7 separate regions of the Mus musculus genome follow, and regions 1, 2, 4, 5, 6 and 7 are each linked to region 3. Evidence: chromatin contacts called from public HiChIP or PLAC-seq and promoter capture Hi-C data. All regions are on one chromosome and are shown on one strand. The core of a region is the stretch at or near the end of the contact, and the rest is flanking DNA. Distances in the headings are between cores, read along the strand shown.

Region 1 (3,990 bases), core at 1,069-3,568, 420 kb after region 3:
AGCCCCACTTGCACAGTTGCTGTGGCAACAACAACGCAATGCCAGAAATAAAGACAGGCTCCAGCTAGGTCACCCGTTCCCAAAACAGCATCCTAGGGTGGGAGAAGGGTGGTGTAGTCAATAGGGCGGGAACTGGGCGCGCACTACAGTGAATGTGTGTATTGTAGGGTGGGGTGAGACACGGGACAGCAGGGTTTGGGCCTGCTTAGGCCAGTGGCTCATCAAAAGCCTTACTTAAGTCAAGTTTATCCCTGGCCTTTTCTCAGGCCACCAAGGCCCTGTTACTTTCTCTTCTCTTGTTTTCTCTCTCTCTCTCTCTTTCTCTCTCTCTCTCTCTCTCTCGCTCATGCAAATGCTTTCTGATCCTTTTCCTATTGCTTTGGACTATGCATTCCTCATACCAACTCTGAATGACACCTGTCCCATTGAACAAGATCAGGCAGCTTCAGGAGTAGATAACGGAGTCCGTCTGTTCCAGGACCTGCCTACCCACTCTCAGTGACAAGAGTGCTCCTTTCCCTTTGACCCCCCCTCCTGCCTCCCTCCCCTGCAAACATGCCTGAGCTCATTAGAGTTTTCTTAGGTTCCCCTCTTGACCGAGTTAGTGGCCATTTCTGTGCTCTTTCCTCAGAAGAGGTAAGTTTCTCTTTTCTAGCTAGGTCCCTCCACTGCTCAGGCTTGCTTTGTCCAAACACGTTCCTTATAGATCTGAGTCCTGAGGTATATATAGCTGGATCGGCAGATCTGGGGAGGAGAGGAAACTCCCACCCTAAATCCAGATTCTAGAATTCAGGAGAGGTCCCCATTCCACTCTCCCCACACGTGAGCTCTGAAAGAATTCTGCAGACATTGCCCACCAGTGGGTAGACAGATGCTCTCCTAGCCTCAGAAAGACCAACTAGCTGTATGGAGACAAGACTCCCAGGAGCATACATGCAGAAGACAGAAGAGCTCTGCCCAACACATGGCTGCTGACAGAACTGCACATGGGTGCACACAGGGACTCTGCCGCCCTCCTTGCCAGAGCACTCGCCCACTCTCCCTGCCAGACCCCCACACAATGACACATGGTGCTAAGGACACCTACTTGCACCCACCCACTGATCCTCCCCTTGGCACCCGTCATCTGTGCTCACAGCTCCCTGGCATGGCCTGCTGAACCCATCCCTGTTCTGAGCACGTGAACCCCAATACTCCCAGTGCCCTCACCTGACCCATCCCCACATCCCTCCACTCCCACTGCACCGTTGCCTTGCTTGTCTTAGACCTACAGCCTGGCAACCAGTCTTCTGGGAGGAGACGCACAGGTGTGCCTGCCCAGCAAAGGAGTATGGCGTGTCTGGTGCCGAGAAAGGAATCCCTTAGGACCCCCGGGGCTCTCCAGGTTTATTCAGCACCCAGTCTCTCTCAGTACACTAGCTGCTCGCAGGCAGAGAGCCAGGCTAAGCTCTGCAGTCACACCCTGCTACACAGCCTCATTCTTCGACGAATCCCTACCCTAACCAGGCTAACCTCAGCTAGGAGGGGCTCCAGAGTGGGCTGGAAACCAGCGGCTTTGGCCCCCTCAATGGACCCCTGCCACTCCAGAGGGCACCTGGCCTGGCGGGAGGGAGGCTGCCAAAGATGTCTTGCATCATTCAGCAAAAAGCTAACAGCTCCCTCCACAGACTGTGCCCCATGCTCCCACCCCTTGAAATTCTGGCCACAGAAGCTTGGGGGGGGGGGTGTCCATGAAAGGGAATGCTGGGGCCCATATGGACTCTTTGCACGGCAACAGCCTAGATCCTTCCTCCCAAATAAAAAGGGAGTTTGATCGGGTCAAACCCAGCTGAGCACCTTGTCTGGCCACCTAGGCCTATTCTCCCACTGACCATTTTCCAAAGCTGACCCTGTCCTAGCATCTCTGATATCACCCAAAACCATGGCCAGATCCAGAGGTACAGCCCAAAATACCTACGTAAAGAAAGAGAGGCAAAAGACCCTGTCACCTACCTCCTCCCAGACAGTGGGGCCCAGGCTCTCTGAAGCCCCAGGAAGCAAAAGGCTAGGCCCTGGTCGACTGGGTGGCCGCGTTTTCTCAGGAATCTAGGTAAGAGGCAGCTTCTCCAGGAACCCAGCCGCGCTTTACGAAGCACAAATAACAGGAAGAAAGCCGGCTTAGGGTGGGTGGGTGGGGTGGGAGCTGGCGAAGGAGGGGAGCTGGTCTCAGCTCAGCGGTCTGATCTCCCTCCTGAACCCCCACCCGCTTCACCAGTCCCCTGCTGCTCTGCAAGCCACCGGCTTGGGTTCCCGGAGCTGGGGAGTCCGAGTCTGGTGTCTGGTGGGCGGGCAGGACGAGGAGCGGTCTCTGGGCGGGCGGGCCCCGGGCCCCTCCCCACCAACAACTGATAGTGGCGGGCCCCAGGGTGTGTGAGTGTGTGCGTTTGGGCGTGTTGCTGGTCCAGTTCATCTCAGCTGCTGCTGCTGCAGCTGATCCATTTCAAACAAGGGGCTCATTCGCTGGCATCATGACGAAGCAGAATCGGCTGCGCTGCGTTTTCCCCCTTTCCCATATCCCGGCTCTGCAATATCCACACTCAGAGCCTCTCCAGCAGAGTTCAAGTTAGCGGCTGTTACTGATAACTGAGGGGAGCTATGCCCACCCGGCTCTCCAAGAACCTGCAATTCAAACCCCATTCATAATGCTCCACCATCTTCCAGAAGCAGATGAGAGGCTCTGTGGGGGATCCCCCCACCTCTGGGACAGGGAACAGCAGGGGCACCCGAATTGGCCATCCAAACATTAACCCTCTCTGAGGAGGACAGATAGAAGGATGGAAGGAACCAGGTCATAAATACATCAGATTCAGATTGGATTTTCTGTAAACTTGATCCCCTGGGGATCGTAGTAGGGGCCAGGGAGAGAATGAAGGACCGATTTTTCCCAGGAAAGCTGTTTTTGCAAAAGGAAGCTTTCTATCAGATGGCATCCATATTCCAAAGAGACATGCCTTCTCTCTGTGGCAAAACTTCAACCATTCCAGGCCTCCAATGTTGGCTTTGGGGTGCATCTAGAAAGCCTAGCCCTCTAACCCCTATTAGCACTAACTGGCCTCTTCCCCACCTCCATGTCGGCTGCAGACTTGCCTACCTAGGCAGCCTTGCCGTTGCCCTGGTAACCACTGCCCACAGCCGGTCAGCTGATGATAGCAGCAGCTATTGGGGCAAAGCTAGGATCTGGAGAGGGGGCTCTGGGGTTTCTGAATGGAAAAAAAAATCTCAGGGGGAGGGGCTTGAAGGAGACAGGTAAGACTATGGCCTCAGCATCCGACCGACCGACCGACCGACCGACCGTCTTCAAAGAAAAGAGGACTGGAGGAGACAGGAAGGGAGGGGTGTATCTGGAGTAGCAGAGGACAGGGACGACTGTAACCTGAAGGTGGCTTGGGCAGAAGGAGAAATGACAGAAGGCAGGTAGCTGAGTGGCCGTGAAAGGGGGAAGGAGGACCGGGAATCCAGGCTTAGCTGCTGGGATGCAGCCACTGTGGGCCCTGTGGAAGGGGCAGACAAACAGAAACAAAACCAAACAAACAAAACCCCACCTGGGCTAGGGGAGGGACATCCAGTCCCAAGGAGATCTGCGTGGGGTATACCTTTAATGTGTAGGAAGGGGACACAGCCTTGGAGGAGGAGCTACCAGTCCTTCTCCATAGCTAGCCCTGTCCTCAGCCTAGCCTCTCACTGTCCCTTCAACCCCACCCTTGCCGGCCAGCCTGCCCGCCCCAGTCTGGGTCTGAAAGAGTGGTGGGGAGGGAGGCCTACTCCTAAGCATTCCCCATCCCTCTGGAAGACCAAGGACCCAGGGATCTGACACTCGGCAGGCCCTTCAGATTCCTGACTCTGCTCCTGCCTAGTTTCCTCATCCCTTGATTAGCAGTCCCTTCCAGACCCCACTCCAGGAGACATGTTTTCCAGTATAAGGGTCTCCAGAGGTATGCTGGGAACGAGATG
Region 2 (4,016 bases), core at 1,358-3,857, 480 kb before region 3:
CCCAAGGAATATATAACCCTACAAAGTTCAGAGCTTTAAAAGACGTCATGAAGGCTCAGTCATTAGCCCCATCACTTGGCAAAGAGACAGTATTTTCCCAGGAACCTTGTGGTGACCCTGCCACACCTGATGACACCCCAGCCCCCTTCTGCACACCCACCTTCAGCAGCTCCACAGCCACCAGCACCTCCTCCGCTGGAACTTTGTGATCCCCCAGCATGTTAGAAAGAGTCCACTTGAGGGGCTTCAGCAGGAAGACGCCGACCCCCCAGGAGATCCAGCTGCTGTCCACACTGGCCATGAAGTCTGACTCTCGCTGCAGCTCGCCTCGACTGTAGAGAGAGAGAGAATGGCATGTAGGGATGTGTAATGCGACAGACAGCCTGTCCTGGGCTCTTCTTACCCCTTTCCCCTCAGAGGCATTATATTAACATCATCACCATCATCACCATCACCTGTCTATTCTGTACCAGCTACTAGAGGCAGTGTCACCTGCACTCTAGTGTTCAGCCTCCTAACCACTTTGTGCAATAGATGGTATCACCATCACGTTAACTAAAGAGGCGACTGAGGATCTAAGAAGGCAAAGAAGGCCAGATGGCACCCGGTTTGTCTGGCCTCAAAAAATGCAAATGTCCCACTAAGGCAACAGAGGCACAAAAGGCTTCACTGGGCCTATGTGGAGGTTTTCTTCTATCAACAGGCCTGGGAACAATCAAATGAAAAACCCTGTGTGTCATGCAGATCCGAGGAAGAAGGCCAAAAGCTACACAGACTGGGGTTTTATGCTGCCTCTAAGCTAGGCTGGAAGTGAGATGTATTTCCTGGTGGTAGTAACAACAGCAGCCAAGTCTACGAAATACCGGCCATGGGAAATTACTGCTAAGGGTTGTATAAAGATCTTCAAGTTTTCACAACTGACCTATATAATGTTACTGTGATTTGATAATTGATCAAACTAAGGCTTATAGGTGGCACCTGTATCCTATGCAGGCCACAGCATAGAAAATAGTAAAGCCAGGATCTTCACAACGGCGTGGCCCTTGAGCAACGCTGTAGATGTATGGATATCAAATTTGGACAAGTACCAGGATGTTTCAAGGATCAGGAGCCAGAGGAGGTCAAGGTGTTAAAGGTCTCTGGATTTGGACAGGCTCCACGACTGTCCTGTATCAGGAGGCCCATTTTGGTTTTGTCCCTTGCTGACTTAACTGTTTTCCACCTTGGGCATCTGGTAAAACATTTTTCAAAGGACAGTTTCTCAGAGGAGAATTTCAGGACGGTTTCTTAGGTCAAGGTCGGGCAATGAAAGGTACTGGGAACAGAAGTCAAGAAGGGCGACCATTTAATGAGAAAGCATTATCCTAAAACAAACGCAGACCCTTGGCTTTCTCTTTGTTCATAGAAAGAGACACGGTGCTGGGCTGAGCTGGGCTGGGCATAACATGTACAGTGTGAAATACAAATGATTTCGAATTCAAAGGAAGGATCCAGCCCTGGGGTTACTCTAGCTGTGTAACCTGGAATAGGTTAATCTCTCTGAGACTGTTTATTTTTAATAAAGATAACTGCATTATCTTGCCCTGGACTATTAAAAAAGCCAGAGAGTGGAGTTTGACAGTATCTGAAACCATGAAGTACCAGTCATCTATCAGATATGCCACCTCTTCAAGCACAACCTGAACACTGTATCTATCACACACATTTATCACATAAAGCTCTTTCAGAGGCCCCCAGCTACACAGTTAAACTCTCCTCTCTGGTCTAAATAATCTCCGTCCCGGACATACCAGGAAAGGCTACTTGTACGACCTGTACCAGAGTTCTCTTGTCAAGATGTCTAGAATCCCATGAGTACTCTCTCCTTAGCTCTGTTCTCTCTTAGTTCAAAGTACCCACCGCAGAGATCTGCTGTAAAAGTAATTCAAGTCTGGAGGTCCTGTGGAAATAACTGCATAACAGGATCCCAGTTCAAGTGTCCCGCTGACACCTCTGCAAAGATGGGTCTCTTCTGGACCATTCTGCCTATCCCCAGTCACTCCAACCATCCCAGCCCCTCTTTCTCTCTGAGTCCAGACATCCATCCGTGGAGCAGCCTCCTCGTCCCCCTCCTCCTCCTCCACCCACTGAACAAACCCTGGACGCGGAGTCTGGGCTGTCAAGGGGCAGGTCTGATGTCAGCCCTGGGGAGCCGCCCCCCGCCTGGCCCTCTCGGCCTCGGTCCTCACCGCAGCAGGTCCTGCAGCACCGTAGCCAGCCCCAGCGGGACACTGCCCTTGCGCTGGAAGGCCTCCTGCAAGTCCCGCAGTCGCAGGCGCACCACCCCTTGGCGGCGGCTGTGGCTCAGCACCAACGGAGCCCAGAAGCCCATCTTGCTGTCCCAGTCGGTGCTGTTCACCTCGCGACTCCTCTTAAAGGCGGAGAACAGAAAAGACATGCGCTCCTCATCCTCCTCCCACTCGGGCGGCAGGAGGCCCGCCGGGTCTCCCCCGGTCGGGGCCTGGGCCTCCCGCTCCGGGGACCACATCGGAACCCCAGCCCCGCCAAGGAACCGAACACAAGCCTGGCCCGGGTCCCCTTCCGCCCCAGGTCCCTCTCGGCTTCCGTCGTTCCTTCACGCCCTCCTCCTCAGCCATCACGTCACCACCGCCGCCTGTGCGATAAAAGTCCCGCAAGTCTTCAGGGCGCAGGCGTGGCGCGGCATTCATTTGGCCGGGAGGGAGGGAGGAGGGCGTTCTCGCCCGAGAGAGGCAGAACGCAGGCGCCGGACCTTCTCTCCGTGGCCTTTGTGCGACGGGAAGGCTTTTGCGCGTGCGCCACAACCATAGAGTTTGGCGAGGCGTACTAGAGGGGCTACCTATTGCACCTCCCGGGTGGTTCGGGCTTAAGGTTAGCCAGGCTGAGGCTATGGGAGCTGCAGGTGGATACACAACCTTGGATCTGGTGTAGCTCTCCTTAGCCCAGAGACTTTTAAGTTAAACAAACGCCCAAGATACCTTTCTTTCACTAGAATATCAGCCGATTAACAAAAATGGTCCCAAAGCTCCGTGACACTGGACCCATTTTTAGGGCTAGAGATAGTCTTCTTAATCACTTTCTTCCCGCTCTTTAGCTCTGGGATGTCCTTTTTCTCCTGAAAATTCATATTCTGCCAGGTCCTTTAAAAAAAAAAATCGTTCCAACTCTCATCTGAAGCTCCGGCTGCCTTGGCTGCCAGTTTAGCATTTGTCTCTGACCTTTCTGCTTCCTCGAAGGAGAGGGCAGACAGCGATGCAAGTGTCTTGCAATGACAGCGCTACTGCAGAAAATACTTTATGGACTGAGAGGTACTTAAACCTTACCCTCTAGTTACTTTTCCGTCTTGAAGAGTCTTACAAAATTTGTTCAGTGTTGAGAATAAATTGTGGTGGTGGTAGTTATAGCCGGACCGTTCAAAAAGAGACTAGGACGAGCTGTTTTTTAATTTGAAATTTGCACAGACCCGGCCGAGGGCACGCACTCACTACAAGTCTAGAGAGACTGCCCCGACCGTTAAAGACAGGTTTATAAAGGGGAAAACTACTGGTTCCATACTTCCATTAACGTGGTCGCTGTTGGCAAGCATGACAGGATATGAACTTTTAACAAAAATGAGGTATAGCACCATGGCTTCTCTGCTTGATCGAGGAGCAGAAAACCTTCAGGTTACAGAAGCAGGACGATGCAGGTTAGTAATAGTTCCCATAAATACCGTGTATTTATGTTTTGCTTACTTGTGTGCAACTGCACCGCGTACGTCCAATGCCCACAGAGACCAGAAGAGGGTGTTGGATCCCCTGGAATTGTAGAATTGTAGTTTTAGTTGAGCTCTGCCCTGCAGACGACGGTAACTACAGATCCAGCCTGGAAATATGCTGATTTTTAAAAGACTTATCAAGCAAGCAAACAAACAATCTAAAAGGTGAAAGGAACTGTTGGTGTAAACGTTAAAAATTAAAGCGAAAGTTTGTTTCGACTTAGGAAAAAGTAATTTCTGT
Region 3 (4,336 bases), core at 466-2,965:
GGGGGCGCGCTAGGAGGCAGGACCCTGAGATGAATGCGGCAGGAGGAGTTTGGGACTTGGATTTGAACTGTGAGCCGGGGCTATGCTGGAGTAAAGTGGAGATGCCTGCTACTCCCTCACTCACTCCCGCGAGTGCCCTCTGTCCGGCGACGCGCCACGGGAACACTGTGGCCCCTTGCCCAAGGGGCCGGGCTGTCCAGGAGGCGGTGCCGGGAGGGGCCACCGAGGGTCCCCCGGGAGCCCGCTGGGTTTCCCAGATGCCTTCCCCGGCCCCCACCGCAAAGCTGGAGTCAGAAAGGGGCGGGAGGGCTGGCGGGGGCCACTCAGAGTTTCCAGCGACATTTCCAGGGTGTGGGAAGCGAGCTGCTCCACAAGAGCCAGGACACAGGGCAGGAGTGATTAACCGAATGGTCCCTGAGTGCCAGAGCCCGGGTGGGGCCGGAATTAGATACGCAGCCCTCGGCCTTGGAGAGGCAGGAGACAGGCCCGGAGGCAGACAGGCTGGGACCGAGATAAGTCACGGTGGCCCAGGAACAAGGCAACACCCGCTTGGGGAGAGAGAGTTCATGCTTGTTAGACCTAAGCGCACTGACCAGGCGTTTGCAAACACTCGTGTACTGGCAAACGTGAGGATGCTCACACACACGTGCAAAGTTTGGGGGAGGGAATCGACCGGCTCCCTGGACGTGCCACAGCATTGAAGAGGATAAGGGTGGGGCCCTTTGGGCGGGGATGAGGTTAAGAGGGTCTTGGTGTTCCCATTCACCGTATTTGTTTTGATCCTGCTTTTCCGCTGTTCCTACAGTGCTGACTGCTGACGCAGATCTGAAGGACACCGCCCACTGGCTCCCCATTCTCTCTGGCCCTCCCTCCTCCCCTCCTCGTCCAGTCTTCTGCTGGTAGGTGCCAGGGCAAATGTTTACTGACAATGGAAACCCTGGAGTACTCCTAGCCTAGGATTCACTGCGAACCCAAGTCCCCAACAAATCAACCGGTAAAAAAAACGGTTTCTGGTCCACTGCTGAGTATGGTAAATGACACCTACTGCCTTTTAATTGGTGCCTGAGCCACCTGGAGTTAGTGTTTCCCAGGACATCACAGCCCCTAGCACGCTCACCTCTTATTAGCTTCACATTTTCCCAGTTGTGGGGGAAGAACTGTTTGTGGTGCCCGCAAACAAAACCCACCCCCACCTCCCGGGAAACTTAGGTCAAGGACAGCTCAAGAGATGAGCGTGCCAGAGCTCCCATGAGTGGGGAGTCTTCAGGAAGCAGTTTCATAGGCTTCCAGAGATGTAAACCTGCTAACAGGGCTCTGATTCGCATACGTGAGGTGTTTTTAACGGATGTAGGTATTACACAGTACACGGTGTTTGTGGGAGGGGCGGAGGTAGGAAAGCTGAAGGGAGAGAGATGGAGGAGTGGAGGAGCTCTGAGACCCTCTTTGAGGTCAGGCAGCTGTACACAGCCTCTCTGCCACTTGATTATCCACCCATTCCAGGGAAGCAGCCTCCCCCTCCCCCAGGGGATTAAAAGTACTACCCATGTCCCTCTTTAAAGTTTTCCCACCTGTTAGGGTCCTTGGGACTAAGAAGGGCTACATCACTTTCATTGTCTTCTTTGTTGTTCAAAGACGAAGCTGAAGATCTTCCCACTCCAAGAATCCTGGCCATCCCCCTTCACCAGCAGTGAACTTCTTAGGCTCTAAGGCTCTGACCTGGACTCCAAGATAAATATTTAATGTAGAGGGTGCCGCTGAGCTGCCGAAGGTCCCAACTTCCTGTTTCTCACAAGAGAAGGCACAGTGTGGGCAAGGGAGCTGAGGACTGGCTACCAGTCCCATCTCTATGGGGATGGGGAGTCTAGTAAACAGTCTTGGAGGATGTAGGTTGGGAGGAACGGGGAGGGTGGCAATGGAGGGCTGAACTGCTGCAGCTCTGCTTTGTCAGTCAGGCCGGGGCTGGCTCGCCACCTCTCAGGTTGGAGCTCACTGTGTTCACAAGTATTCGGATGGCTTTACAAAACACGGAGGCACGAGGCGCTAGGACCGCAGGGCAGGTAAGTCCAAGGAAACTTAAATAATCTCCTGCCCTCTTTTCTGCCCAGATTTAGGGAGAATTCTTCCTCTTTTAAGAAGATTAGGGAGAAAAATGTAGCAAGAATTCAGAGACTGGACTTAGAGAGCCAGGTGTCTGGTTTCCTGACCCCTCCCCCTAGCTGTAGCTGGCTGCTGCCTGCCTGCCTCACCCTGAGTAGCTTCCAGTGGCACATTAGAGCCAGGTAACATTGTCCCAGATAGTGCAGCCCTGGTCAGTATGCCATGCTCTGTCTCCTGCACACCCTTCTGCTCAAGAGGGACCTCCTTCCCTAGTAGTCGGCTGCCTGCACCCCTCCAGCATGGCCTTGGGTCAAGGACTGCCATGGTTGCCACAGCCACCTGAGCCCATGTAAACACAGTTACGTAACTGCTCTGTTTTTTCTAGCTATCTGATCCCAGTCACCAGGAGCCCCACCCAGCCCCAGGCAGCCAATTCTGTCCTATGCACATTCCCCCACCCCTCAGCCCCATAGTCCTCTTGTCCTCCGCCACCAACTCAAAGTACCATTAGTCAAGTGACTACCAATTAGTCTCAATCACAATTAGTGTCCAGGACAGTCTAGCATTTGGATGAGACACTGACATCTCTGCTGCAGGCCTGACCTTCCTGTTCGGTAGAAAGGCACCGGCTAGTTCCTTCCCTAGGACAAACTTCAGTACATTCTTGAGGTAGGCTTTCATGTCCTTTTTGGTTTGTGCTCTTAGAAGAGTGTTCTCTTTCTACAGATCAGAAGGGAGTAGCCAAGAACACACGGACTCTTCTAGAGTCCGTAACCAACCCAGCAGTGAGGAGCTGAAGCCAAGTCACCATAGATATACTAGCACAGATCTCGACTCTGTTTCATCCCTGGGGCCATCTCCTGATTCCAGGTCTGGCAGTACTGCCAACTAAGCTCTATCAATGGGCCCACCTATGCCAATCACTCATGAGAACAGGGGCAAGCAAGGGAGGGAAGTGAAATGACCCACTTTGGGGCTCCAAGGGCCCTCTTACACACTGGTCTATCTGGAAGTCTGAGGTTTTTTTTTGGGGGGGGGGAGGGGGTTAGTCACTGCAAAGTGAAGGAACTCTAAGGGAAGCAACAACAATAAAAAAACACAGGGCAGGTCAAGGCAGGTCAATGTCAGACCTGGAAGCAAGGACAGGTATGTAAAACCCCACAAGAACAAGAGCCTGGAGATTTCAGGCCTGCTTTGAGCAAATATTTTCATAGCACACATATCATGGGCATCTCATGTTTCCTGGCATCTAAACCCCAAAGGCAGTGAAAAGAATCAGTTCCTGCCCAGTTTATCCAGTCTGTCCTCCAGGAGGCCTGGACACTGACTGACATCACATCCACCATGCGTCCCTTTTCGTGGATAAACAAACAGATGCCATGGCCAGACAGGAATGCCTGAGAAGGACCAACCTAGACAGGCTTCCTTTGGTTCTTACAAAAGGATGGAAGGAGCAAGTAGGTGACAGGTCTCGAGAAAGCAGACTTTGCAGAGTGATGCCCTCAGAGGGAATGGAAGTCAAGTCAGCCACAGACAAGGGCAAAGAACCAGGGCCTGGAAAATTGGGTCGGCCTCAGCCTTCCATCCCAGCTCAGGGAAACTGAGATAAGGGAGTCAGAGAGCTGACTGGCCGGCCAGAGGGTACCATGATAGAGTGCTGCTATCCAAACAAAGGCTAGCCTGTCTTCTGGCCTCCTTGAGTTCTATGATAAACTGTCTGTCTCCACTGTATTAGCAGTAAGACTCAATTTACCTCTAAGTGACCAATGCACTATCAAGAGTAAGCTTTGCAAATAAAATCTTAAGAGTTGTGATCTTTTAAAAAGTGAAGAGGAGGAAGCAGAAGAGGAGGAAGAGGAGGAGGAGGAGGAAGAGGAGGAAGAGGAGGAGGAGGAGGAAGAGGAGGAGGAGGAAGAAGAAGAAGAAGAAGAAGAAGAAGAAGAAGAAGAAGAAGAAGAAGAAGAAGAAGAGGAGGAGGAGGAGGAGGAGGAGGAGGAGGAGGAGGAAGGAGTGAAGCCATCTAATTACCCAGAGCAGACAACAAAGTAGGGATTAGATCTCAATCTAGCAGGGGTCAGTGTGACTCAGTGTCTCATCCTTCTTTCCTAGGCTCTGAAACAGCTTCCCACGACTCTGTAAATAAGGGCAAACATTACCTCATCTCACTGGGGCTTTAGCTAAGGGATAAGGCCACTGTTAACTCAGGATGTCACTGGGGTAACAACATAAAATGCTCACT
Region 4 (4,374 bases), core at 583-3,082, 390 kb after region 3:
ACCTGAGGGAAGACCAAACTCCCCAGACAGTGGATGGAGCTGAAAAGAGATTCCTATGTGGCATAAAGCACACTTTCTGAACATGGTCTGTATGTTGCACACTGCAGGTAACCTGCCTAAAAATATGTCCCTCCGCTCTCTTCATCTGCAGCCCCTGGTGCTTCAGCTTTCTGTACTCAGAGTGTAAGCATCAAGGACGCTTAGGGCTGTCCCCACTGCCAACCCTCCTTGACAATTGAGCTGTGTCCAGAAGGATGAATTAGTGTATCAGATTGCTTTCTAAGATGACACTTGTTTTTATTTGGGACAGGAAGGAGAAGAAAAGGTGAAAAGGTCATTTTGGAAACTCCCTCTTGGGGGTACCCTAGGCCCTGTTCCTCACAGCAGAGCTGGACAGTGGGGGGAGGGGAGGTTACAGAAGTGCCTCCCTCTCCTTTAACCAGTTCTCCTAAGGCTGAGCCAATTGATATGAACAATAGCAGCCTAGCATGGTGATTTCATCCCAGCACTCGGGAGGCAGAGGCGGGTGGATCTCTGAGTTCGAGGCCAGCCTGGTCTACAGAGGGAGTTAAAGAATACAGGGCTACATAGAGACAACCTGTCTCAAACAAACAAACACCAAACACCAAAAACAATGAAGGTTCTGACTGGGGGGGGGGGGGGGGCGTCAGACCTAAGATTGTTTCTCAGGACACAATTTGATAGACTAAACCCATCAATTAGACAGTGTTCTTATACAATGAGAAAAAAATAATTAACTTTTCAAATAGCTTCTTGCAAGGCTGCTGAATGAAGTGACCAGGGACATGCACTTCCAGAAAAAAGGGGCCTAAACACAAACTGAGAGAGAGAGAGAGAGAGAGAGAGAGAGAGAGGAGAGAGAGGAGAGAGAGAAGGTAAAAGAGAGAGCGCAAGCAAGCTAGCTTTGCATGGAAACAACTCTTCCATTCAAAGCCCCTCCGGCAGGCTGAAGTCCCTAACTCAAGGTCAGCTGGCTCAGTGGCTTGAGATAAGCCTGCAGAGGGCTACTTCCGGGTTCTCGCGACCACCCACCCCTGCAAAGGTCTCTATCACCTTCTTCCTGGGACTTATGTCACTCAGGGCTGCAACTCCCATGCTAAGAGGGAACTCAGTGCGGGAACCCCTGCTCCCAGTAGTTGTCTGGCAGCTAAGAGAGGAAGGGGAAGGCTGTTGTCAATCCCAGGTGAGGAGGAATGGAGGAACGTCAGGAACGAGAAAGGAAGGCTGCCGGGCGGAGGAGGAGGCGTGGGGGCAGATCTGGGAGAAAGGGCTGGTGACAAGGGAACCTTTGGGGAGAGAAGAGTTACAAAGCTAGCGGAAGCTCTCGAGGCACAGGGAACGTTAAAGAAGCCGAGCGGAGCGCAGGCTCGGGGGACCGAGTCGCAGGTCAGGGAGTGGGACACAGGAAGCACAACAGGAAGCAGTGCGGAGGCCGGATCGAGGGATCGGGACTCAGGATCAAGGGAGCATGGCTCAGGATCACGAGAGTCGGGCTTAGGATCAGAAGAGCGAGGCGCAAGATCGAGGGAGCCGGTCGGTCTGGAGAGAACCCCGGAGCTAGGCGCTCCTGGCGGCCGCGACGCGGGACTGTACCCGAAGACGAAGCCCGGAAGCGGCGTCGGGGCCAGGGGAGGGGCCCTGCCCAAGGGGCCCGCACCTCACCCGCCCGCCCCCCTGCCCGCGCCCGCCCCTCCGGTCCGACCAGGGCCCGGCCTCACCGCCCCCACGGCCTCCTGCAGCAGTGCCCCGAGCCGGCTCAGCATGATGGCGGCCCGGCCCGGCTCGCGGCCCGGCTCCCGGTGGCGGCGCAGCGGTGGCGGAGGAGGCGGCCCAACGGGCGGGAGGCGGGACCCGGCTCTGAAACCCCGCCCCTGCCGGAGGGCTCGGGGGCGCTCTAAGCCCAGGGCTGGGCAGGTCCTGATGGAGGGCGGTGGGGAGCACCCTGGGAGCTGATGACCTAAGATTCCTTTGAGTAACACCCAGAGACTTCTAATTCCTCGTGCACCCTCACAATCCTACCAACACAGTAGCCCTGGACACACACGGCTCTGGAGTGTTTAAAATGACCTGGCCCTGACAAGCTGTGTCAAGGACACTCCAGAAGGCAAAGACATAGTGGGAAGAATTGACGACATGTTTAAATGTAATGGATTAGGAATATTGGAATAGGTTATGGCTAATATTAATTTCACCCTGTTGTTCAGTACTTTTATAAAAAAAAAAAAAAAGGTCGTTATTGGAAAAGATGTCCTCTAAGGTTTGCTGTTTGATTAGGAATTGATCCGAAGAGTCCCAGCAAAATCTGTCTCATGTCCCCCGCTCTGGAGGGAAAGAAAGCAATTGGGGTACACCTGCAATCAATCCCAGCACTCAGTAGTATCAACAATTCAAGGAGGTAGTGAGATCCCGTACCAAACACATACACACACACACACACTGACACACACACTCCGAACACAAAGATACATGCATACATACACACACACATACCACTCACACAATTACAACACACTGACACCACACACACATACACACACACACCACTGAGAGAGAGAGAGAGAGAGAGAGGTTGAAGACACGAACTGTTTAAAACAAAAACCAAAGCAAACAATAAAAAACAAGGGCTGCATGAGGCTCTTGGTTCAATCCTCAGTATCAGATAAGTAAATAGATAGATGGATAAATAATACATAAATTATATAAAAATTATGTAAATGTATATAGGTATTTACATAAATTATAAATGATTAAATTACTTACATCTATCTTAAATATCCAGGATATCCTAAAACTCACCATTATTTTTGTTCCAAGGCTGGAGATTATAGGCTTGTGTTACCATACCTGGGCTGCACTATAAATTCCAGGCCAGTCTTAGAAACATAGTGAGACATTAAAAACAAGAGTTGGGCCGGGCATGGTGGCACACGCCTTTAATCCCAGCACCCGGGAGGCAGAGGCAGGCGGATTTCTGAGTTCAAGGCCAGCCTGGTCTACAAAGTGAGTTCCAGGACAGCCAGGGCTATACAGAGAAACCCTGTCTCGAAAAAACAAAAACAAAAAACAAAAAAACAAAAAAACATGTAAATTGCACTTGATGTCACATGCCTTTGATCCCAGCACTCAGGGAGTAGAAGCAGGCAGATCTCTACTAGTTCAAGGCCAGCCTGGTCTACAGAGCAAATTCTAGGACACAGAAACCATGTCTTGAAAATGAAAAAGGAAAAGGAAACAGAGTTGACACATTGTTTTTTTTTTAATTATCAGATATTTTTGTTGTTCATTGATTTCATGACTGTAAAGTCAACTCTTGTTTTCTTTTTTCAAGACAGGGTCTCATATGGACCAGGATAGACTCAAACTTACTGTGTAGCTGAGGTTGACCTTGGACTCCCAATCTTCCTTTCCTTAGTGTTGGGATCTGGCATATGCCTGGTGTGTCCACTGCTAACAAGAGAGCCCAGGGCTCATGCATGCTAAGCAAGCGCTCTGTGCTGCATTCTAAGCCCTCAGCTCCTGACTCTAAATGGTGAGGTGTTTAGTAAATAAAACCAAAACAAAAGCTTCGGGAACCAATAAAGTTGCCCAGGTTTTACATCTTTGTGTCATGAGAAGGACGCATGAAGGACTCTCCCTAAGGCTTTGTTTTAGGGGGTCAAGAGCCTCACTTTGAAGGAATCTAAATTCTCAGGAGCTCCAAATCCTTTAGGACTTAGTGTCAAAATTTGTCCTACCACAAACATTTCCAGTCAATCTGATCATATGTTGCTTCCCTTGGTAACCAGTGAACTTTCTACAGCGCCCGGCTGTGAGTTCTAAGTAAACAGGGTCCGCTTTATAATCACATAGTCCATGTTGTCTGATAACATATGCGGAACCCAGTCCTGCTTCCCCTGGAAAAATGGCTATATCTCTCCAGTGCTGGGCAGCTGGAGATGTAGCTGGCTCTGCAGTAGAGTGCTTGCCTAGCAGGCCCAAGACCCTGGCTTTGATCTCCTGAATGCCCTCCCCCCAAAATGAGATAGGACACTGCCCTCAGCCCCCCAACACACACACACACCACACATATTGGTTTTATGAAGCCTTGGGTTTCAGGTAAAACGCTCTCTCGTTTGTTGGGTCAAACAAACCTTGCTCTCGCAGGTCTGTTTCAAGGATAATGCTGTAAACATAAGCCGACTTTACTTAAAATCATTGTTCATTCGGGAGCTGAGAATGTAGGTCTTTCAGGCAGAGTGTCTACTTAGCACACACAAAGCCTGGGTTGGCTCCCTAGCCCCAAATGAAGCAGGCGTAATGGTGTCCACCTGTCATCTCAACACGCAGGAGGTAGAAGCAGAGGGAGGCGATTCA
Region 5 (4,191 bases), core at 1,297-3,796, 440 kb before region 3:
TAATCTATATATACATTATATATAATATACAAATATAACAAGATCATACACGATCTGACCAGTGTGTGAAACACAATCATATTTACTATGTAGATGTAGCAAGCAATTTCAAAGTAACAGATTAACAATAGTATCCAGATGTTTCAGAAACATTTTAAAAGGGTGTGTGGCACTTGTGGTGATTATGGGAGAGGAAGATGGGAAATGGTGCTGTGGGGGAGGGGTGATTATACACCAGTGCTGGGGATGTAAATTAGGACAACTGTGGAGGCTCTGCACAAAGTGGAAAATAGAACTCCTGAATAGCCAGAAGTCTTACTCTCAGGCACAGACTCAGATCATCAAAATTGGTGTTTAAAGGTAATTTGGCTCCTGTCCACCCTGTAAAGAGAAGGAATTCTACCATTCATCAGCGCATGGCTGGAACTGGAAGACAGCATGCCAGGTCCGCCAAAGGGAAGGAATGCAGCATGGCCTATGGCCTTGGTTCTCCACCTTCCTAACACTGCCACCCTTTAATACAGTTCCTCATGTTGTGGTGATCCCCACATTGTTTTCAATCACAACTGAAATTTTGCTACTATTATGAATTGCTGTGGAAATATCTGGTATTTCCTATGGTCTTAGGTAACCCCTGAGAACAGCTGACACATGGTGTTGGTTACAAAATCTCCCTACCTCCACCTTGGCAATAGATTTGACTTCTAGGGGTAATCAAGGCAGAGTGCAACGTCATTGTCTTGTTAATCTGGGCCTGTGTTTCTGGCCAGCTCTGGCCAGCCCCAGTTACAAACACATCCTTATACACTGTCCATCTGCCTCCTCCTGGCTGTTTTGTACAGTGAATGTCTCATAGGACTCAGAAGGGAGTAATGACTTATGGCTCTATCTCCTAACCCTGGGAGTATAGACCAAGCACACCCAGGAGAGGGGGTCGTGATCTCACAGGTTGCACATGGGCCACTTACAGCCCCATCCAGTTTCCAGGTATGTCCCATGATACATCAGCTTTTGCTCATGGACTCTCCCTCCTCTGTGGCCTCGTGGGATCTGTGCTGAGAACCTAGAAGGCCAGCTGGCCACAGTGTCTCCAAGCAGCTTCGAGCTGCTTCTTGTAATGCTGGCGTCATCTGAGCCAATTGGGGAGAACTCGGGTGATTAGACAGAAGTTAGATTTTTCTTTCTTTTGAGACAGGGTCTCTATTATGTAGCTGTAGCTGTCTTGGAACTCTCTATGCAGACCAGGCAGGCCTTGAACTCACAGAGGTCCACCAATCAGAAGATACAGGTTCTTAACAAACCGAATACTTTATTTTGGTACTAGAAAGCTTACAGAATTATGTCAGGTTTTAAGCAACTTACTTCTTTGAAAATATGCATTTCCCCCCTACAAAATTTTGTTTGGGGTTGTGGATTAAGAAGTAAACTGAGGCAAATGTGATGATGTTTGTTCAATGATATTCTATACTGGAAATCTGGAGGCCTGAAGCATATGGAAATTCAAACTCTTGTTATAATTGGTTTGCTTTTTCAAGACAGGGTTTCACAACATAGTTCTGGCTGTCCTGGAACTCAGTATGTAGACCAGGATGGCCTTGAACTCACAGAGATCCACTTGCCTCTACCTCCTGAGTGCAGAGATTAGAGGCACCAGTACACCTGCATGTATATGTACGTGTATATATGTGTGTATATATTATATAATGTGTATATGTGAGATATATATGTATATACATATATATATGTGTGTGTATAAATGTGGAGAGAGAGATTGATTGATTGAGATTGTGAAATTACCAAAATGCACTGATGTGGGTAGATGAGGTCATCTATTCTTTTTGTTTGTTTGTGTTTTGTTGGTTTAGGTGTGTGTGTGTGTGTGTGTGTGTGTGTGTGTGTGTGTGTGTTTAAAGACATGGTTTCTCTGTGTAGCCCTGGCTGTCCTGAAATTCACTCTGTAGACCAGGCTGGACTCTAACTCAGAGACCAGCCTGCCTCTGCTCGTGCTAGGATTGAAGTGCTTTACCACCACGGCTAAGTGTGTTCAGTGTTCCAAACGTTACAGAGACACGGATTGATTTCGCTTCTGTTACTGGGGTGAGACCATCCATTCTATCATTTCCTTTTCTGTGTTCTCAGATACTGCCTGGTAGCATACAACTGTAACAAAAACAAATTCAAGAAGAGGAAGAGAAGAAGAGAAGGAGAGATGAAGGAGACAGAAGATGAGGAAGGAGGAGTACTCACTACTACAGACATCTTCAAGTCGGCTCCTCCAGGGACACAAGCTGAAACTCAAAGGTGAATATCATATTAGTCAAAATATGAAGGGACAGGCAGACCTTTGAGTATTACGAGTTGGTTTTTTTTTTTTTAATAAGCATGGGCGTCTCCAACCACGACCTGACAAATATAATAAAAGTGGTGTGATTCTTTAAAAAAATAAAAGTTGTTCAGATTCTGTCCGGCGACTGCTCCCAAGTTTTCATATTAGGTAGGATCGGGGTTGGACGCGTAATCAAGCTCCTCCCAAGGTGGATTTCCCCACCCCTGCCCGGTGCGCGCGCAAGCCCGCGGAGGTTGGAGGTACCACTAAGCGTCAAGTCGCCGCGACAAGAATCCAGAACTTTTCTGGGAGTGAGGAAATCCAGAGAACTTTTTTAGGAGTGAGGGGACAGCCATCCTTCGTGGCTTTTGGGAGCTGAAGCCGCAGGGTTTCGGATGAGCTGACACCATGGAGCCTCCAGGACCCAGCACGCCCACAGCCTCTGCCGCTGCCCGGGCAGATCACTACACCCCAGGCCTCCGGCCACTCCCGAAGCGCAGACTTCTATATAGCTTTGCGTTGCTGCTTGCTGTGCTACAGGTGAGTGTGGCGCGACTGCGGTGCCCGAAGTGGGAAGCCGGCCAGGAAAGGAAATGGCAAGGAAATGTCCTGAGAGCCGGGCGCGCACGTGCGTGTGGTGGGAGAGGTCTGACACTGCGGGGGGTGGGGGGGACACGACTCCGCGGGGGTCCAGGTAGGCCTCAACAGGGAAGCCTAGAAGGTTCGATGGTGGGGTGAGAGGGTTGGGGGGGTGGAGTGAGAGGGGGGGTGGAGTGAGGGGGGGTGGGGGACCCGAAGGTGAGGTGGGTCAGGACTGGATGGGGAGGTGGGCGGAACACTCTAGACTGGGAGGATGTGAGGCGCCGCTCTGGTAGAAAAAGGTCCTGACGGTAGATGAGAGGTCCTCAAAGATGGTGGGAAGAAAGTTCTGGCGTTGGGTTGGGGCTTGTGGAGATGGCACGCGAGGGGCGTGGCGAGCAGCTGACCCAGCAAAAACGCACCAGGGCACCCAAGGTGGAGCAGGGAAAGGGAGAGGGGACAGTGGGCGGAGGAAGGATCCAGTTACCCTGTAGGATCCTAAGGACAGAGAAGGCCATGGTGGGGGAGCCAGGTGGAGGGGGCTGTTGGGGGGAGGGGGTGGAGACCCTCCCTAGCTGCTGGACATCCCTTTCCAGGCAGGAAAGGAAGCCTTGCCTGGTGTTAGCTTTAGCTGCCAGAAAGTTCTGTTCAATTTCCGCGTCACATCACTGACTGTACTTTTTCCAGTTTCTTGGACTCTGCAACTTACTGGGCTTAAAAAGAGTAAAGGGGCCCTGAAGAGCCTAGAATCGGGCCTTTCCCCTTCTGCCAGATGAGATTGTTGAGGGGAATTCCAGTGTCTTGGAGTCCATTGTTTCTAACTTCAAATAGAAAGGCACACAAGTGTCTTTTTAGAGACACTTATTGTATATATTCTTATATTATATTCTAGACTCATTTCCACCAGGCTGGACACAGTTCTCCACCTTCTGTTTTAATACTTCACTGTTGGGCTGGAGAGATGGCTCAGCGGTTAAGAGCCCTGACTGCTCTTCCTGAGTTCAAATCTCAGCAACCACATGGTGGCTCCCAACCATCTGTCATGAGATCTGATGCCCTCCCTCTTCTGGAGTGTCTGAAGACAGCTACAGTGAACTTACATATAATAAATAAATAAAATCTTTAATCTTCTTTAATCTTCTTCCTCCTCACTGTTGAGGAGGAACATGCATATGTCTGAAAAATAAGTAAGTAGAACGAAGGAAGGAAGCAGAGTTAAGATGTGTTCAGGTAGTACCAGGCAGCCCTGCCTATGGACCAGCGTGTTCATCCTCTCTTGGCTTCTA
Region 6 (4,050 bases), core at 1,101-3,600, 400 kb before region 3:
TGCACACTGAAGCCCATGCCCCCTCTGACTGCCCCTGAATTCAGGCTTCCTTAACACATCCACCAACTGGCGTTTCCTTTTGCTCACTGTCATTCCTACATTAACAACTGCAAGCTTCATTGTCCTATCTAGGAAGAGGCAAACCACTGCACTTATTGTGGACTCAGTCTCTGCCTCCAGAAAATGGGTATAAGGATGTTGGAAGAAAGTTTCTGAACACGTGAATTTTGGTAAATTCACGCCAAGGGAGCCTGGGTGGGAGGAGGTATTTGTCGTCTTATGTAATATAGTATTATATAATGCTAGATTGCATATCCATATGTGTAATTATATCTCCCTTTAAGATACAGGCTGGCCCAATTAAGCCAGGAGAACTTTTTTGTCTAATCAGGCCTGTCTTAAGTGAGGATCCTGTCCAGACGACACCATGGCAATATTAATGTAACTTCTGTTCTAGAATATTACTACTTTTCTGGATCACTGCTGATGCATGACAATACAAACCATGCGGTGAACTTTCCCACTGTCCCTTTCCCTCTGGCACACCCTTCTTCAGTGACTGGACACTGTTCCTCTCAGTTGTCCCAGCCCCATTCCTCCAGAGCCTCCTGACCATCCTCCACCCTCATCCAGGGTATCACAACCTCCAATTCACTGATTCCACCCCCTTGACAATCCTGAAGCCACTGAGATTTCCTCCCCAACTCTTGTCCCCAAGTTACCCCCCCCCCCCTTCACAAACAGTGTCCTGCACGTCAGCTTCCCCAGTTCTTTGTGCTCTGTCCAGGACAGATCCGAAGGTGTGCTCGGATTACCCACAAACCTCAAGGGCTCCCATTCCCACCCCCGCACCCCTACACACACTGTTTGCAGAGCTCAAAAGCCCCCCTTTCCCTCCCACAGCTGATAGGAGGCTTGTTCATCTGTGGCTGCCCTAGTCTGGTTGTCAAGGAAACGACAATCTCCCTGGGAGCCTGGCTTGTCTCCTAGCAACCAATATCCCACATCCTGCATCTTACAAAAAAAAAAAAAAAAACGTGAAAGGGAGGAAAATCGAGAAAATGAAAGTAAAAAGCAAGGAAGGTGGATAGAAAGGAAGACTCGGGAGGAGAGGAGCAAAGGAAAGGTCGGTTTGGAGTTAAAGGAGCTCCCACTGTGGACGCTGACATTGTAATATGGGCGAAGGTGGAGGGGTGGATCCTCCCTCCCCACGCAGAAAACGTAAAGCAAGGCCCAAAGGGATCTTAAATGATCACATTAACAGAAACAGAAGCCTAAATACAGGATAAACCTTTTCAACCCTAGGCTACCCGAACATTAACAAAGAAAGCTCAAGAATTCCACCAGTAGTTTGCCAAAACTCAGCTGGACAGACCACAGTGGAGTTGACTTCAAAGAATCAGCTAGCTCCACTGCCGGCAGCAAACACCGCAATTGTACTGTTTTTTGTTTTTGTTTTTGTTTTTTTAAAGAAAGAAAGAAAAGAAAGGAAAGTAAAAGAAAAAGGAAAAAGGTACACCTCTACCACTCTGAACCTCTTATTTCCCTCCTGACATGCCGCTCTGCACACACAATTTTTTTTTAATGAAATAAATAGGGAAGGGGGAGGGGCACGACACACCGATGCAAAACATGTAGTTCTCCCCTAAAAACACCCAAGAAAGGTTAGTTTCTCTTCCCTCTGAACTGTGCAGACTCAGCAAGTGCCCAAGGGAAGAGTGGAGCTCAGGGGAAGGCAGGAGGGACGCAGGGAGGAGAGGGGAGGGTGCTGAAGGATGAGCCAAGGCGAGGTGGCACGTTTGCTTGCAACCCGGCCATAATAGAAATCAATCGTGTACTTACACCACTACATGTGACGGGGTAATTTCTAGTGTAGGGAACACATCTCTTCCTGCTAAGCACGCTCATTTTAGTGAGATGTCTGGGGTCACTCTGCGCGTGCAAGTTGGGGCGCCGCCGACGCTGCTGCTCTGTGCTGGAGACCCAGACTCCTGGGGTCCCGGTTCAGGTACGATCAGAAGAAACTCTGGCACAGGAGCCCTGGTCGGACCGCGGCACGTGAGCAGCCTGGGGCGCTGCACTGCAGCCACTGCCTCTTCCGGATCAGCATCTCCGCGCGACCCGGGCGCCCAATGTCATGGAGGCTCGCGGAGCCGGGTTGCGCGCCGCCGCTCCGACCTCCGGCCGCTGGGCCGCGCCGCCGCCCGGCTGCGCTGCGGAGGTTGCGGGCGGCGCGCTAGAGAGCGAGGCGCCGGGTGAGGCCGCCGCACGCGCGCAGCCTTAAGACGCCGAGCGCCGCAGTCCCCGAGACCGCTCACGACCTCCTTTTTTCATTCACAAAAAAAGCAAAGTTGGGGGGGTTGGAGGGGAGAGGGATTAAAAAAAAAAAAAGAAAAAAAAAAAAAAAGGAAAAAAACTGCACCCAGGAACGGTTGCTGTGACAAGGACTGCCCACAGCGGCGTGTGGTTGGTGGAGAGCGGAGCGATGGGGATTGGACACCCAGAGGCCACGCCCGAGACACGCCCCCGATCCCGGGAACGCCTCCCGCTCCTCTCCTGGTTTTGCACCTCCTCCCTTTTCCCCTGGGAGCCACGAATGGCCAGCAGCTGACCTCGCCAGTCTCAAAACCTTGCAGGACTCTCAGGATAGTTTTCCCCAGGAGGCTAGGAAGAAACTCATCCGGCGGTGCGCCCTGAGAATGCAAGTCAGAGGGCCACGGGAAGATTTTCCTGTTTCTCCCTAATTCAACCAAGCCTCTACCCCGCACACAGCTGCTCCGAGTACTGGGGGACCTTTCTTTTTTCATTATCCCTGCAGCTCCGACTTCTGTAGCTCTTAGTGAGTTTTCTGTATGGATACCCGTACTTTTTGACCTGTCTGCCACCTAGACCTTCTTTAGAGGTTCCCATCCCAACCTGTTGTCAAAGAGAGTTCAGTAGAATCTCCATAACTTTGCAAAGAATGCCAAGGAAATATTAGCCAGAGAATCCCTACCTAAGTCCTCTGTGGGTGCTCTAAATATAGTGACTGTCATCCCCAGCACTTGGGTGGGTGAGACAGAAAAATTGTCATAAGTGCAAGACTAACCTGGGCTACAAAGCAAAACCTTATCTCTAAACCCTAAAATAAAAATGGGTTGAGTCTAATGCCATCCATTCTGTTCATCGGAAGGAAGCGTCTGCGGTCCCCGGTCAAGGCTGGGTTCCATAGATTGGTCGGGACTGCTAGGAATTACACATCTTACCAATTCTCTCTGGACAGTTTTTTTTAAAGCAGCCTGGCAAACTTCACACAGCAACCTCCCCTATCACACTTCCAATGTCCTTTTTGAGAATGCAGATCTGTTTTAATGTTGGTTTATGCAAAATATGATATAAAAGAGAGGTTTACTACCCCTCTCCAAAGTCAAATAAAAACTGGATTTTTGGCCAAAATACACACCTCTAACCCCAGCATTGATAGGATTGAGGCAGGAGGATGGAAAGTTTGAGGTCAATATGGCTGATGTAGGGAGACCCTGCTATAAGCAAATAAATACTCAGTTTGTATTGTCTGAAATATGCCCTGTCTGTGAGTGCCTAGGACAGAAAGTTGCTCACCAGGGCGCCTGTAGTAAGTGTGTACTCAGGTTCGTTTAATCATTGTGCAGTAGGCAGATACTTTACTGTCCCTGGCCTCCAACACCTACCCAGAGCGGAAGAGAAGGTTGACAGTGACTGGAAGTGCTTCCTCACACTTCCTGTTCAGATTCTGCCTTCATAAAACAAATACTAGTTCAAAGGCATGTTTAAGAAAGAAGGTAGGGGCTAGTGAGATGGCTCAGCGGATAAGAGCACTGACTGCTCTTCTGAAGGTCATGAGTTCAAATCCCAGTAACCACATGGTGGCTCACAACCACCCATAATGAGATCTGACGCCCTCTTCTGGTGTGTCTGAAGACAGCTACAGTGTACTTATGTATAATAAATAAATAAATAAATAAATCTATCTTAAAAAAAAAAGAAAAGAAAGAAGGTAGAAGCCGGGCGTGGTGGCACACGCCTTTAATC
Region 7 (4,173 bases), core at 1,610-4,109, 500 kb before region 3:
CAACTGATCCAAAGTCAACCTAAAGGGCAGGCACATGGTTCCCAGAAATCCAATGCCTCAGGCAAAGCTCTGGGCAGGAGGCTGGTTTTCTCCAACTGACAGAAGTACCTGCACAGACGGTTTCCACTCTCTTGTGATATGTATACCACCTTTAAGCTTAAACAGACTTTAAGCCTAGGCATAAGCATCTCCTAAAAGGTTGGGCTGGAACCCAAACACACAGTTCCTCCTCTGAACTCCCCCAATGGATTCCTATTACCCAACACCCAGGGCTGAGCCATCATACGCATCCCATTAACTCGCAACCCCATTCCCCCATCACCTCCACCCCAAGGCACTTCTCCCATAACCCGAGGCCACACCCACCTCACCTCCGCCCTCCCTTTTCTGGGCTCAAGAGCCTCATCACCTCCTGCAGCAGCTCACTGAAATCACCGTGGTCAGCATCGGCCTCATCCTCGTCCTCTTCCTCCGCATCCACCTTGTCTTCACCTTCATCCATCCTCTCTCCCTCCGAATCCACCTTCCCTTCCTGCGCATCAGTCTTCTCTTCCTCCTCATCGACCCGCTCTTTCTGCTTGCCTGTGTCCTCTTCCTTCTCGTCCACCTTCTCTTCCTCCTCTCCCTCTATCTCCTCCTCCTCTTGGTCCACCAGGCTCCGCATCCCATGACTCCTATTTTCCTCCTCCATGGCCAGTTGTGCGCCGGACCCCTGCTGCACAGCTGTCTCAGCCCCTTGTTCCTTTTCAGGATTCTCAGAGGGCTCCGTGTCACCCAACCCCATCTGTGGCTCATTTGCATGGCCTGGGTCGGGGCTCTTCAGGAGCTCTTGAGTCACCAACATGGCAATTCCCTGATCAGCCTCAGCGTCCCCAGCACCAGCCTCTCTAGGCTCTTCTTCTGACACTGCACCAGCTGGGTCCTCTCCCTTGATGCCTGGGATGGAGGCTGCCACCGGTCCACCTTGCCTGCGTAGCACCCGGGGCACATACAGAGGCTGATCCGGCTTCCGTCCACGATGCCAGCGTCCTGCTGGAGCACCTCGGGGACCAGCAGCTGCTCCCTGATGTGAGGTATACCGAGGACCACGGTACTTGCTGGGATGGGAGGCAGGAGGGCGGCAGGGACCAGAGGGGCCATCTGAACTGGGTACTCTGGAGCAGGAACAGGAGTTTCAGGGCATGTTTGGGTCTACAGCAAAATAGCCTACTGGGGCCACCTATCATTCAGGCATGACACTGACAAGTCAGCATTAAGCAAAAGTCACAACCAAAATGACCCTAAAAACAATCTCTTACAAAGGCACAGTGGCAAAGGCAAGTGCCATCCCTGACACACCCAAAGGAGCTCCCCGGTGACTACTACAATCAAATCAGTGGGTGCTGAATCTTGGGTTTCACGATAAACAAGGATAATAATTGCATTTAGGAGCTGTTATTAGAACCAGAGTCACAGTAATAAGATATCCATCCTATGAGATGCACATGGCAATAAGGATGGCTATAGGCCAACACGTTCATGCCCTGTACCAAGGTCTCTCTGGAGAACGCGCTCACAAAGACGACAGGGGTGTAGACCCACCCTTACTAGCCCAACTGCTTGTGTGCACTATATTTTCTTTGGCCCAACACGAACAGCTGAACAGCCAAGTCAGTTGCATCCCTGATGAAGCAAAAGGCAACTGTGACTGTGGCCCTGGCTCCTACCAAACTCTACCCTCCTTGGCTAGCCAGCTAGTCCAATCATCACACACACACACACACACTCACACACACACACACACAGCTGCTGAGAACCCTCCAAAGCAGTAGGACAAACTCACCTGATGTCCAGGTGACAAATGACTGTCCTCCTCTTCCAGCCCTCCCCAACAGAGAAGCTGCTCAAAAGATCAAAATTCTCCGCCGTTCGATGGATCAGGTACCGCAGGCGGCTGGAGACTGGGGGAAAAAGTAGGACCCTGCAAAGGAACCAAATGGAAATAATAAGCTTGAGACCGCGGGTTCACCCCACACCCAATTCCCACCCAGGCCGCTCCCAGGTTTATGGTGGCTTTAACACCAGGCTCACTGTGCCCAAGCAGGTCCCTGCCTAATTGCAAAGTAGATCATCAAAGGGAGCTACAGTTCCCATCATCTAGAAGAAAGTGAGCACTTCTGCCTGAGTGGGGTGATGCTGCGATACAAAGGAAAGGTGTGGCTGGGCAAGTTGGCAGAGGCTAAAGGCAGGGCCTTTCTGGTGGACCAGCCAGTTACCTGGGCACAGAACCTGGGAGAGGGGCAAACCATGCCTATCCTGGCATTAAAAGCCACTCCCTCGTTCCCCGTACTTGGATAGCTGCTTCTGCAGCAGGAAACGATCGAGCTCCTCTTGGACCCGGTGGACAAAGTCATTTTCGGCCGAGGAGAGGAAGACACCGTCCAAGCAGAGAAGGGCCAGGGTGACAGATGGCAGAGCCTGTAGGAGCGGTGGCCAAGGCCGGGATCAGAATATGGGCCCAGAGGCCGCCCACAGCCCTAAGTGTCCCTGCAGCAAGGACTTTGGAGACTTTCGCAGCCCTGGCCACTGTGGAGCGGGATGGGAGGCGCGTGAGTGTGGAGCCGAGTGCGCTCACGTCCAGAGCCAGGCTGGATTCCCTGCTCCCAGCACCGCCTCGTCTCGCCGCGTGTTACCCGGGCTTTTCAGTTCTGGGGCGCAGCCCACTGAAACCGTCCCACAACACGCAGTCGTCCTTCCCTTTCGCGATCCCAGGAGGAAACACCCAACACCCTCAACACTCACCGCGGCAGCTCGGAAAGTTGCCGCCGCGCTCAGGGTCCCCAAGAGCCTGAGCGTCCCCTTCTTCCCAGCGGAATTAGCGCCATCGTGAGGCCGGGAGGAGATATTGCACGTGCCGCAGAGGGGCGTGTTCTTGTAAAGAGCTGGGGCAGGGCCAGAGCTGCTCTAACCCAAACGCATAGGGCTTCCCTCAAAGAAGCAACTAAGCAATTATTCTCTTGGGAAAATAGAGACCCAAAAAGGTGATATGACTTGTCTAGAGTTACACAAGTCAAAAGTGGCTCTGATTCCAAAGTCAGATAGTACTTTTATCTTCTAGAACCAATTGAGTTCTGCCAACACGAGGGAACAGCTACTAGATGCTAAATAGTGATGACATTATATATTTCTAATTTTAGGTTCCTTTGACCTGGTACCTAATGGAGGAAGAAAGAGGTAAGAGCGGGAGGCTGGAGCTGGGGAGATGATTTAGGAATTAAGAAGGGGAACCTCTCTCTGGTTTCAGGTCCCAGTAACATCAGCACTCGGACACAAACTTGGTGCACATACAAACAAGTAAATAAATCTTTTTTTATGGGGCTGAAAAATTGACTGGGCTGTTAATAATATTGCTCCTGAGGCAACCTAAGCTCAGATCCCAGCACCCACAGGGTGGCTTAGAACCATCAGTAACACCAATTCCAAGGGATCCAACAGCCTTTTCTGAACTCCTTGAGCAAACAGATGGTGCATATATATACAAGCAGACAAGACAATCCTACACCTCTGTAAACGTTTCTAAACACTGTATCCAGAATCTGTCCCCTATATCATCTCAGTGAGAGACCTGCAAAGGTCTCTTGTCACACAGAGACCCAAGTTGGGCCAAAGTGGGCCACTAGGTCCAGTAGCCACTAATACGCTGACTAGAGTTGAGTATCAAAACCTAGATCTAGTGTGCTTGCCAAACCAATGCTTATAGATATGCTATGACTAAGACTCAACACCTTTCGAGTATTGACACGGTGATCAGAAGTCCGGCACAGAAGCAGAAAACACAATAAGGCTAGGTGAGCTCAGTGAGAGAAGCTGGCGTCTTCTAAAATTTTACCCCAAATAGGAGGCATGATTGAAAGATTAAGGACTGATCCAAGCTACACGGGGTTGCACTCAGCTCCTTGGCTCCTGCTGGAGTGGGGGTCAGGAAAGAAGGCAGGAAAAGTTCCAGGACCTAACCATGTGACACCAAGGAATTGTATACCATGGTAAAAGGGTCAGATCACCACGAAGATATAGAAGTTCCAAGACTGAAAGCACCGAACAGAAGGCTCACAAAACATACAGTGGAAGCTCTTACAACAAAAACAAAGAAAGAAACAGGGTGGGGGGGAGGGAGGAAACAGAAAGAAAAACAAG

Evidence for each region. Promoter capture Hi-C pulls out the DNA fragments that hold promoters and counts their contacts. HiChIP or PLAC-seq counts read pairs in DNA pulled down with a chosen protein or histone mark. Capture Hi-C pulls out chosen DNA fragments and counts their contacts.
Region 1: a contact with region 3 is called in an H3K27ac HiChIP or PLAC-seq map of trophoblast stem cells, with 2.3 times the contacts expected there. The contact joins the promoter of Dmtn here to the promoter of Sorbs3 in region 3. A contact is called at or near these places in 1 of 39 promoter capture datasets (embryonic stem cells), 2 of 484 Hi-C or Micro-C datasets (the G1E-ER4 cell line and embryonic stem cells), 1 of 115 datasets of contacts at active chromatin or transcription factors (trophoblast stem cells) and 2 of 9 other capture datasets (adipose tissue and pancreatic islet).
Region 2: a contact with region 3 is called in a promoter capture Hi-C map of pre-B cells, with 4 times the contacts expected there. The contact joins the promoter of Chmp7 here to the promoter of Sorbs3 in region 3. A contact is called at or near these places in 11 of 39 promoter capture datasets (the C10 cell line, the HPC-7 cell line, cranial neural crest and 6 more), 1 of 484 Hi-C or Micro-C datasets (nephron progenitors), 3 of 115 datasets of contacts at active chromatin or transcription factors (extraembryonic endoderm stem cells, large pre-B cells and pancreatic cancer cells) and 1 of 9 other capture datasets (liver).
Region 4: a contact with region 3 is called in a promoter capture Hi-C map of embryonic stem cells. The contact joins the promoter of Fam160b2 here to the promoter of Sorbs3 in region 3. A contact is called at or near these places in 8 of 39 promoter capture datasets (the 3T3-L1 cell line, cranial neural crest, embryonic stem cells and 4 more), 1 of 115 datasets of contacts at active chromatin or transcription factors (bone marrow-derived macrophages) and 3 of 9 other capture datasets (adipose tissue, liver and pancreatic islet).
Region 5: a promoter capture Hi-C map of adipose tissue shows a contact between it and region 3. The contact joins the promoter of Tnfrsf10b here to the promoter of Sorbs3 in region 3. A contact is called at or near these places in 11 of 39 promoter capture datasets (the 3T3-L1 cell line, the HPC-7 cell line, cranial neural crest and 7 more), 1 of 115 datasets of contacts at active chromatin or transcription factors (trophoblast stem cells) and 2 of 9 other capture datasets (adipose tissue and liver).
Region 6: a contact with region 3 is called in an H3K4me3 HiChIP or PLAC-seq map of bone marrow-derived macrophages, with 5 times the contacts expected there. The contact joins the promoter of Rhobtb2 here to the promoter of Sorbs3 in region 3. A contact is called at or near these places in 11 of 39 promoter capture datasets (the C10 cell line, the HPC-7 cell line, cranial neural crest and 8 more), 8 of 115 datasets of contacts at active chromatin or transcription factors (the 230-238 cell line, acute myeloid leukemia, bone marrow-derived macrophages and 3 more) and 4 of 9 other capture datasets (adipose tissue, embryonic tail, embryonic trunk and 1 more).
Region 7: a contact with region 3 is called in a promoter capture Hi-C map of liver. The contact joins the promoter of R3hcc1 here to the promoter of Sorbs3 in region 3. A contact is called at or near these places in 4 of 39 promoter capture datasets (the HPC-7 cell line, liver, neutrophils and 1 more), 1 of 484 Hi-C or Micro-C datasets (B cells), 1 of 115 datasets of contacts at active chromatin or transcription factors (pancreatic cancer cells) and 3 of 9 other capture datasets (adipose tissue, embryonic stem cells and liver).

What each region holds. Positions count from the first base shown.
Region 1 is chr14:70,624,747-70,628,736 of GRCm38.p6, forward strand. It overlaps Dmtn (dematin actin binding protein), which reads right to left and starts at 2,319. Exons shown (of 16, transcript NM_001252662.1): 1 at 1,993-2,319.
Region 2 is chr14:69,729,963-69,733,978 of GRCm38.p6, forward strand. It overlaps Chmp7 (charged multivesicular body protein 7), which reads right to left and starts at 2,608. Exons shown (of 10, transcript NM_134078.4): 1 at 2,229-2,608; 2 at 161-332. The coding sequence starts at 2,527. 4930480K23Rik (RIKEN cDNA 4930480K23 gene) reads left to right here and starts at 2,872. Exons shown (of 3, transcript NR_130157.1): 1 at 2,872-3,706.
Region 3 is chr14:70,205,956-70,210,291 of GRCm38.p6, forward strand. Sorbs3 (sorbin and SH3 domain containing 3) reads right to left here and starts at 1,716. Exons shown (of 21, transcript NM_011366.3): 1 at 1,569-1,716. The coding sequence starts at 1,672. Gm26908 (a long non-coding RNA gene) reads left to right here. Exons shown (of 5, transcript XR_874791.3): 2 at 1-899; 3 at 1,633-2,057; 4 at 2,824-2,967.
Region 4 is chr14:70,598,003-70,602,376 of GRCm38.p6, forward strand. It overlaps Fam160b2 (family with sequence similarity 160, member B2), which reads right to left and starts at 1,833. Exons shown (of 17, transcript NM_194345.1): 1 at 1,740-1,833. The coding sequence starts at 1,784. It overlaps Dmtn (dematin actin binding protein), which reads right to left. Exons shown (of 16, transcript NM_001252662.1): 16 at 4,182-4,374.
Region 5 is chr14:69,764,926-69,769,116 of GRCm38.p6, forward strand. Tnfrsf10b (tumor necrosis factor receptor superfamily, member 10b) reads left to right here and starts at 2,547. Exons shown (of 8, transcript NM_020275.4): 1 at 2,547-2,866. The coding sequence starts at 2,735. 4930480K23Rik (RIKEN cDNA 4930480K23 gene) reads left to right here. Exons shown (of 3, transcript NR_130157.1): 3 at 2,140-2,188.
Region 6 is chr14:69,803,195-69,807,244 of GRCm38.p6, forward strand. Rhobtb2 (Rho-related BTB domain containing 2) reads right to left here and starts at 2,351. Exons shown (of 10, transcript NM_153514.5): 1 at 1,843-2,351.
Region 7 is chr14:69,704,725-69,708,897 of GRCm38.p6, forward strand. R3hcc1 (R3H domain and coiled-coil containing 1) reads right to left here and starts at 2,860. Exons shown (of 8, transcript NM_001146012.2): 1 at 2,782-2,860; 2 at 2,330-2,457; 3 at 1,823-1,960; 4 at 410-1,154. The coding sequence starts at 2,439.